3 separate regions of the Mus musculus genome follow, and regions 1 and 3 are each linked to region 2. A link is a contact called in public Hi-C and HiChIP or PLAC-seq data. All regions are on one chromosome and are shown on one strand. The core of a region is the stretch at or near the end of the contact, and the rest is flanking DNA. Distances in the headings are between cores, read along the strand shown. Region 1 overlaps Elapor1 (endosome-lysosome associated apoptosis and autophagy regulator 1). Region 2 overlaps Wdr47 (WD repeat domain 47). Region 3 overlaps Fndc7 (fibronectin type III domain containing 7).

Region 1 (2,786 bases), core at 98-2,597, 160 kb after region 2:
TCCCTATACACAATCTTAGTGGAGGCCTGAGAAGCAACCATGTCTCTACATCTTTACCTCCAAAATAGAAGTGATGATGATCATGTCCACCATACACTGTTACCACAGGGATTGGCTAATGCAGGAAAGGATCCAGAAATGGGCCTGGTATTTTGTAATTGCTTTTTTTGGTTTTTGTTCATTATGTTTTGTTCTTTGAGACAGGGTTTTTCTGTGTAGACCTGGCTGTTACGGAACTCACTCTGTAGACCAGGCTGGTCTCGAACTCACAGAGATCCACTTGCCCCTGCCTCCTGAGTGCTGTGTAATCACTGTTTTAAACAATGTTTCTTGCAGTGTTGGGGATAGATCCCAGAGTCCTTGCACATGTTAGGCCAGCTCTCCTCTGCGGAGCTTCAGCTCTAGCCTAAGCACTAAGTACTATTACACTTATTTGTTTTATTGTGTATGTGTGTGTGTATGTGTGGGTTCATGCATGAACATGTGTGCATGTGAACAACTTGCAGGAAGGAGTCAGGTGGTTAGGCTTGGTGGCAAGGACCTTTACCCACTGAGCCATCCTGTTCACCTTATCCCTTCAGCATTAGTTTTGTTTTACTTTTTTTTAAAAAAAGATCTATTTATTTATTATATGTAAGTACACTGTAGCTGTCTTCAGACACTTTTTCTTCTCTCTCCCTGGCCCTGCTCACTCCGGCCGTAGAGTTAGTTTTACTAATTCACTTTCTTTTAATGAAGGCCTGTCCAGATACCCCTCTTACAGGATGAAAATGTTCTCGGTATAGTTTACAATAATAGCTCACTTGTACAGAAGTTTACACTCAATACAACATTGTCTCATTTATGACTCAAAGCGTGGTGTGGGAGTGAGCCCTCCATTTACAAATGAAAGGTAGGTTCCGAGAAGACCTCAGCATCTGAGCTGCTATGAGCTGTGCCCTTATGTGTGCTGGGGTCCTGTGCCTGCTGAGGAAATGTTTTCCTTTGATAAAATGGGCCCCAGAGAGAACACTGGACTAGAAGGGGGGCCAGATCGGCAGGAGAAGGTAGGTACAGAGGAAGCACCCCGGGCCCTGAGATCAACGTCGTCTTACATGTTTTCCCACGAGCGTTCCTCCTCAACCCACATTCAATCCCTCGCCTTACCAAACATCTAGGTGACTTTTTCACACTTGACCAATGCCCAACTTAAGCCTCTTGGTTTAAACCCGTGCTTGGAAAGTGAGGTCTGTCTGAACATTGCAGTTAATCATTTATTAAAGCCATTTTCACAGTGGTCTGTGTGTAAACAGCTGGACCATTTCTGCTAAAACTTAGACCTAGGGTGTCAGGTTAAGCAAATGTTTAACTAGCAGAACAAAGGTCTTTGTGCCAAATACATTTTCTAACACTTAACTTCTGCTCTGCCAGACCTGATCCACAAGGCCCTGGGAACTGGCACGTGTTCAGCACCTCTCTCCCCACCCCCAAATCTCTCCTGGCCAAGTCAGTCACCAACCGGAGTTTCTAGTTCCCTCTCTGAGGAATTGAACCTCCTGCCTTTATTACTGAATAAAGGCGCTGAGCCGATTCCAGCTGTTTCCCAACACTTCCTTCTTGCCCAGCCTAATAAGACAGGGACAGAGAGATGGGGAGATATTCAGTCTCTGAGCTCCCAGTACAGGCCAACAAGGCATCTTTAGAGTCTCTGACAGAGGAAGTCATCTGGGAAAGGGATGGAACCTATTAAGAAGTAAAGTCACTAGAAAGGAGGTGAAGAAACACATAATCTATTAAATCTCCCTGGACAGTTCTCAAATAAAAAGAATATGCAAGCTTGCAGGCAAATAATAGTGACTGCATTTCTTTTTTTTCTTTTTTCTTCTTCTTTTTTTTTTTTTTTTTTTTTTTTTTTTTTTGCTTTTTTCGAGACAGGATTTCTCTGTATAGCCCTGGTTGTCCTGGAACTCGCTTTGTAAACCAGGCTGGCCTCGAACTCCGAAAAGGATTTATTTTGGCTTTTGAGACATTTGTGGTCCTGGCTACCCTGGAACTCACTATGTAGACCAGGCTAGCCTGGTCTGAACCCAGATTGGTCTGCCTTTGCTTCCTGGGTGCTGGGATGAAAGTTGTGCACCACCACACCCTTTATATGTGTATGCATGATGTCATACACTTGTTTTCCTAGTACCTAAGGCAGTAAGATTAGGAGTTCCAGGTTAGCACAGGCTATGGGGTGGGCTATAGTTGTCTCTAACATCAAAACAAAAGAAAAATATGACATCCATTGCTTTGAGGAGGAGGAGGGTTCATTAGTTCTTCTGTAAAGGTCCACGGTATTGAAGCAACATTATATCATTATAAGGGTAACACAAAAAGCCTGATAAAATGGCTAAGGACATGGGGTTCAGTGGTAAAACATGCCTGGAGCCCAGGGTTCAAACCCCAGTGCTCCCCAAGTGGGAGAAAAGTAACTGGGTGAGAGTCAGCACTAGGATGCTGAGGCTGAGGCGAGGCAGAGGCAGCTTCATCTTGAGTTCATGGCAATTCCAACTTTATCTGTGTGGGGTGGTCTCATGGAGAAGGGGAAGTAACAGATGGCCTTCTTCACGTTTGTCATAGGCAAGAGAACTCTCAGACGAGGTCTAAGGATGGGGCCTGGAGAGATCGCTCAAAGGCTAAGAACACTGGCTTCTCTTCCAAGAGATCCTGGTTTGATTCCAGAACCCACATGGCTCACTAACTCCAGTTCTAGGGGAATCCGACACCCTCTTCTGGCCTCCGTGGGAACCAGCCACACATGTGCA
Region 2 (2,732 bases), core at 233-2,732:
AGAAACAGTGTGGAAATATCTAAGGCAACCCAAGATCTATTAACAACAGAAATTAAGTTCTGAATCTGAAGGATATAGCCCTAACTTTACCATGTATTCTCAACGGGGATATTCATAACCCCCAAAACAAAAAAAGATGGTGGTTAAAAAAAATGCTAACAAACCTTGTGGATCTAAGCAAATGTTATTATTTAGCATTTAGTTTCCCTTGTTAGGATAAAGATTTGATTTTTCTTCTTAAAGAAGAGCAATCATAAAAATAAGATTGAAGCCAGGCAGTGGTGGCACACGCCTTTAGTCCCAGCACTTGGGAGTCAGAGGCAGGCGGATTTCTGAGTTCGAGGCCAGCCTGGTCTACAGAGTGAGTTCCAGGACAGCCAGGGCTATACAGAGAAACCTTGTCTCAATAAATAAATAAATAAATAAATAAGATTGAAGAGTTGTACTCAATACCCAAGTAGTTCAAGTAGTCTCTGGAAATTGCACAGAAATAAAAGGATATAAATTAAAACTTGAAAAACGGTAAACAGCATAAATAATGGTGTACATGAATGTCCAAACATAAACACATCTATGTAAACTAAGATAATCTTTTCTTGAAACTTTGGGAGAAAAAAAAGAAAATATTATTGGCTGGAAGAGTTACATAAGTAAACATTTAAATGAAAACCATATAAAAGCTGAAAGGCTCGAGTAGTAAAAGGAAGAAAACAATTGGAGCTGAGACATGACAGGCAGGCTAGGGCCAGACCGCTAAGCACCTTGCACTCCATTCTAAGGGGTAGGATCAGCGAAGCACCTCTGCAAGTTTCTAAGCAAGAGAACTGAATGATACACGATTAATCTAAGCAAAAATGTGTACATAATTAAAATAGATTATTATAAAAGGAGAAAAAAGCAAATAATGAGGGAATCAGGGCTGAATGAAAAACTAAAGGATAAACAATATCGGAAGATAGCTACTTGACTGGGTCTTTAAAAAGTATAAATGGGTACTAGAAATCAAATAAAACAGCTCTCTGCAGACTAGTATCTAGTCATTTAACAACTCACTTAAATGCCTGACCTCAGTTGCATGAGAAAAAAAAAATTAGAATGAGCCATTGTAGTAAATAAATGATCAAAATAGGAAAAGCTGGTCCAAGCAGAGCACAGCAGGTGAAAGTGCTTGCTAGGAAGCCGGACGACCTGAGTAGATTCCTGAAACCCACATGGTGGAAGGAGAGAACTGACTCTCTCTAAACTTGTCCTTGACCTCCAGGAGATCATATACACCGGCACCCCCCACATACATACATACAAACACACACACAAAGTAAATATCATCCACTACGACTTTTTATTAGAAAAGCTGAGGACCAAGGGTATGACTTAGTGAGAAAGTGAAAGACCTGAGTTTAGATCCCTGGTGCCATGGGACTGCAAGGCCAGGCATGCACATGTGTGACCTTGAGCTGATGGTGGAGGCAGGCTCGCTGGCAGGCCAGTCAGGCAGGCATGGCAAGCTCCAGAGTCAATAAGAGATCTTCAAAAAATAACAGTCATAAGGTGGCGAGTAATAGATGAGTCACCTGATGCTAACTGACCTTTGGTCTCCACATGCATACACAGTGCAAGCGCATCTGCACACATGTGAGCACACAGACACTACATATATAAACATGCACAAAAGAATTAGGGAAAATGAGAAGAGCTAACACACAGGAAAACTATAAAAATTTGAGTTTAAATATAAAAATATTTATTGTGCCAAATTTCAGTTTATTTCTTTAAAAAGCTAATGATTAATTCAGTTGTCCCTTGGGCCAGGCACTTTACAGAAGGTGGTTTATCTATTCTGAAACATGAAGCAGATATGATCACTTAATATGTATTATAAGAGGCAAGCGATTAATAAGGATAAACATTTTAAACAGATATTAAGAGTTCTGTGACAGAACATAGTGGTGAGTTCAGAATTAGAGCAGTCAAAGGAGGCTTCTTCCGGTAACGAGGAGATGCTGAACTGAAGCCTAGAGATAAGGAAAAAGCCTGGGAAAGAGACGACAAAAGGACGAACACGCATGCGGCAGAAGCAGCATGAATCACGGAAAATCTTGGAAGGTTACAAAAAAGGAAAACAAACCAAACGTCCGAACTAAGACTAAGGGGGCATGATGCCAGGTCAGGCTGGAACCTGAAATTACCTCTCCCCTCTCCTACAGCTTCATGTTTTGAATACTTTTGGGAGGCTATGACATATTTAGGAGGTGGGGCCTGGCAAGCAGAAGTGGGTCACTAGCATCAGGTGTTGGAAGGTCATGAGAAATGAAGAAGGCCTCTACATATTTAAAAAGAGAACAATCCACCAAGAAGATGCACATTACATTTTCTTTCACCCAAATATCAACAGATTGTTTGTTTTAGGTTTGGATCAAGTCTTGATAGAATAATAGTGGGTGATTTCAGTACCCTACTCATTTCTAAACAAATCATCCAAATGAGAACCCAGCAATGAACATTAGAGATAAACTATCCCTTGCTGGGCAGTGGTGGTGCTCGCCTTTAATCCCAGCACTCAGGAAGCAGAGGCAGGTGGATTTCTGAGTTCAAGGCCAGCCTGGTCTACAAAGTGAGTTCCAGGTCAGCCAGGGCTACACAGAGAAACCCTGTCTTGAAAAACCAAACCAAACCAAAATAACAACAAAGACAACAACAACAAAAACTATCCCATACATACAGTAAATGGACTT
Region 3 (2,746 bases), core at 218-2,717, 220 kb before region 2:
AGAGACAGGCAGATCTCTGAGTTCAAGGCCAGCCTGGTGTATAGGGTGAGTTTCAGGATAACCAGACCTACACACAGAAACCCTGTTTAGAAAAATCCAAAACCTAACACCAAAACAAAACAAACAACATCAACAAAAACACCACTACCAACAACAACCTTCAGGAGCTAAGTGACTGGTCCAACAGTAAGATTGTCCACTGTTCCTCCAGAGGGCTTAATTTCAGCAGCCAGCACCCATGCCAGGCAGCTCCTGACACAACTCCAAGAGTATGCCCTCTTCCAGCCTCATCAGGAATTGCATCCACATGCACAGCATATACATACCCAGAGAGAGAGTTAAAAATAAGTAAACAAACAATGAAATTACTTTTTAAAAATGACAGGAAGGGTTGATTTCAGTTCATGGGAGCGGCACACAGTGTCTGAACTCAGGAACCCAATAGTTGAGTGATTGTCTGCAGCCCGGGACCCCCATCTGATGGTATGTTACCATCCACTTTTAGGGTGGTCTTCCCACCTCACTTAACATAATCTAGATATTCCTTTACAGACTTTTCCAGAAGGTAGCTTTAGATAATCTGTCACAGGCTTGCCTGTGGGCTTGTCTCATGGATGCTTCTAGATCTGATCAAGTTGACAGTGTCAACCAACCATACCAGGCTCCTGTCTGGCATCCCAGAACTCAGAAAGCTGAGACAAAAAGGTTCACCAGATAGCCATGATTTCAAAGCCAGTCTGGACTATACAGCGAGTCAGACCCTGTCTCAAACTGACTCTCAAATAATTAACAGTGTTAATCAATATTGGTGAGCATAGTGGTATACTCGCAGAATCCCAGCACTTGAGACTAAGCAAGAAGATGAATTTAAGGGCTAGCCTGGGATATATCAGAATAGTCCATCTCAAACCAATATATATATATATATATAGAGAGAGAGAGAGAGAGAGAAGGAGAGGGAGAGGGAGAGAGAGACAGAGAGAAAGACACACAGAGAGAGACAGAGAGAGAGACAGAGAGAGACAGAGACAGAGAGAGACAGAGACATAGAGACAGAGAGACAGAGAGACAGAGAGAGACAGAGACAAAGAAATCATGCACAAACCAAGTGAGTCTGATTATCTCTCACAACTTAAAAGATTATACAATATGATCTTTATTTTAGCTAATGAGCATTCCACCAACTGGTATCCTGATTAGCACCTAATGTGTGGCCTACTTAAAATATTTGGAAGACAGGATCAAAAGTGTACCTAATCACTCGGCACGGTGAAGCATGAACCAGAGAAGCAGTGCTACTTGGCTCACCACCGCCGTTTCTTTTTCAGCTAATAGTGAGCACAATGAGTTATATTTAAACTTAGTGCCACTAAAGTCAAATAAAATCGGGCATTGTATTATAACTTGGTGGGATCGTGAACGTTTGACTCATAGTTTGAGTCACGAGCAGGGCAGCGTCTCTCTGCCAACTGTAGACCTTTGATTCACCAGTGTTCTATATTAAAAGCCCCATACCCCTCCCTACCCACACATGAATCTCTGATCGTGTGGCTCAGCAGGGAAAGAACATCTGCATCCCTTCAAACCTTGCTCTGTTCTAACTAGGAATTAATCATTCTGTGCAGAAGATTCTACTTGTCATCTTTCTCCTCTGGGGTAATTGTAAATATGACCATGCTTGTATGATGGTGGGGTAAATAATTCTATATTTCTTTTTTCCTATAGGTGTCTGTTGCCCACTGGGGGTCAAATTATATAGGCTGGGCCCTAATGGCATCCGGATCTACTGGCGAGCCTCCAGGGGCGCTGCCAATTATAGCACCGACCTCTATGGTTCCAAAGGCATCTTTACATGTGCCCCACATGCCGGTCTAAGTTTCTGTGACATCACCAACATCCCCTGTGGGGACGTTTACACCGTGATGGTCTCACCAGTTGCTGAAACAGGACTGAAGCTTACTTTCTGCCCAAAAAAAATATACTCAGGTAAAGGCAGTTAGGACCTTAATTTAAAACCAACCTTGGAGCCGGGCATGGTGGCGCATGCCTTTAATCCCAGCACTTGAGAGGCAGAGGCAGGCGGATTTCTGAGTTCGAGGCCAGCCTGGTCTACAGAGTTCCAGGATAGCCAGGGCTATACAGAGAGACCCTGTCTCAAAAAAAAAAAAAAAAAAAAAAAAGTCAAGTTCTCACAGACCTGGCCCCAGGCCAATCTGCTGATGAAAAATCCTCAATCGAGGTTTCTCCTTTCCAGATGATGTAGACTGGCTCAAGTTGACTATAAAAACTAACCAGTATAGTGACTTTTAAAAGTGCTTGCCAGGCAAGCTTGATGACCTGAGTTCAATCCCTAGAACCCACATTAGTTAGGGTTTCTATTGCTGTGATTTAACACCATAACCCAGGGCAATGTGTGAAGGAAAAGGGTTTGTTTGCTTCTTCTTCCATTACTGAGGGAAGTTAGAACAAGAGCTCACTTGGGGCGGAAACCTGGAGGCAGCAGCTGGGGCAGAGAGCACAGAGGAGTGCTGTTTACTGGCTTGCTCTCCCGTGGCTCGCTCTCCTGTGGCTCGCTCTCCCATGGCCCACTAAGCCTGCTTTCTTATAGAACCAGCTCAGGGGCTGCACCACCCACAATGGCCTGCACCCTCCCACATCAATCACTAATCAAGAAAATGCCTTACAAGCTTACCTACAGCCCCAGCTTACGGAGGCATTTTTTTTTTTTCAACTGAGTTTCCCTCCT

Evidence for each region. A called contact is a pair of places that touch in the nucleus more often than the background predicts. HiChIP or PLAC-seq counts read pairs in DNA pulled down with a chosen protein or histone mark.
Region 1: a Hi-C map of liver shows a contact between it and region 2, with 2.0 times the contacts expected there. The contact joins two enhancer-like sites. A contact is called at or near these places in 2 of 39 promoter capture datasets (the C10 cell line and stem cell-derived epiblast-like cells), 2 of 15 datasets of contacts at CTCF or cohesin (pro-B cells and stem cell-derived epiblast-like cells), 13 of 484 Hi-C or Micro-C datasets (the AML12 cell line, B cells, CD4 T cells and 10 more), 3 of 115 datasets of contacts at active chromatin or transcription factors (embryonic stem cells, intestinal villus epithelium and pancreatic cancer cells) and 3 of 9 other capture datasets (adipose tissue, embryonic stem cells and liver).
Region 3: a contact with region 2 is called in a FOXA1 HiChIP or PLAC-seq map of pancreatic cancer cells. The contact joins two enhancer-like sites. A contact is called at or near these places in 1 of 115 datasets of contacts at active chromatin or transcription factors (pancreatic cancer cells) and 1 of 9 other capture datasets (liver).

The regions. Positions count from the first base shown.
Region 1 is chr3:108,475,617-108,478,402 of GRCm38.p6, reverse strand. The region is part of intron 7 of Elapor1 (endosome-lysosome associated apoptosis and autophagy regulator 1); the gene reads left to right. Among named protein-coding and RNA genes, the nearest start is that of Gm23336, 21 kb to the left of the region's middle. Within about 2 kb of position 1,347, at least 35 of the 459 cell types and tissues checked have an H3K27ac peak or open chromatin away from gene starts, as enhancers often do. A contact at or near this core is called in the AML12 cell line and liver, where this site is marked.
Region 2 is chr3:108,639,986-108,642,717 of GRCm38.p6, reverse strand. The region is part of intron 13 of Wdr47 (WD repeat domain 47); the gene reads right to left. Among named protein-coding and RNA genes, the nearest start is that of Clcc1, 13 kb to the left of the region's middle. Within about 2 kb of position 1,482, at least 11 of the 459 cell types and tissues checked have an H3K27ac peak or open chromatin away from gene starts, as enhancers often do. A contact at or near this core is called in the AML12 cell line, liver and pancreatic cancer cells, where this site is marked.
Region 3 is chr3:108,861,967-108,864,712 of GRCm38.p6, reverse strand. It overlaps Fndc7 (fibronectin type III domain containing 7), which reads left to right. Exons shown (of 13, transcript NM_177091.5): 10 at 1,726-1,986. Among named protein-coding and RNA genes, the nearest start is that of Stxbp3, 23 kb to the right of the region's middle. Within about 2 kb of position 1,467, at least 40 of the 459 cell types and tissues checked have an H3K27ac peak or open chromatin away from gene starts, as enhancers often do. A contact at or near this core is called in pancreatic cancer cells, where this site is marked.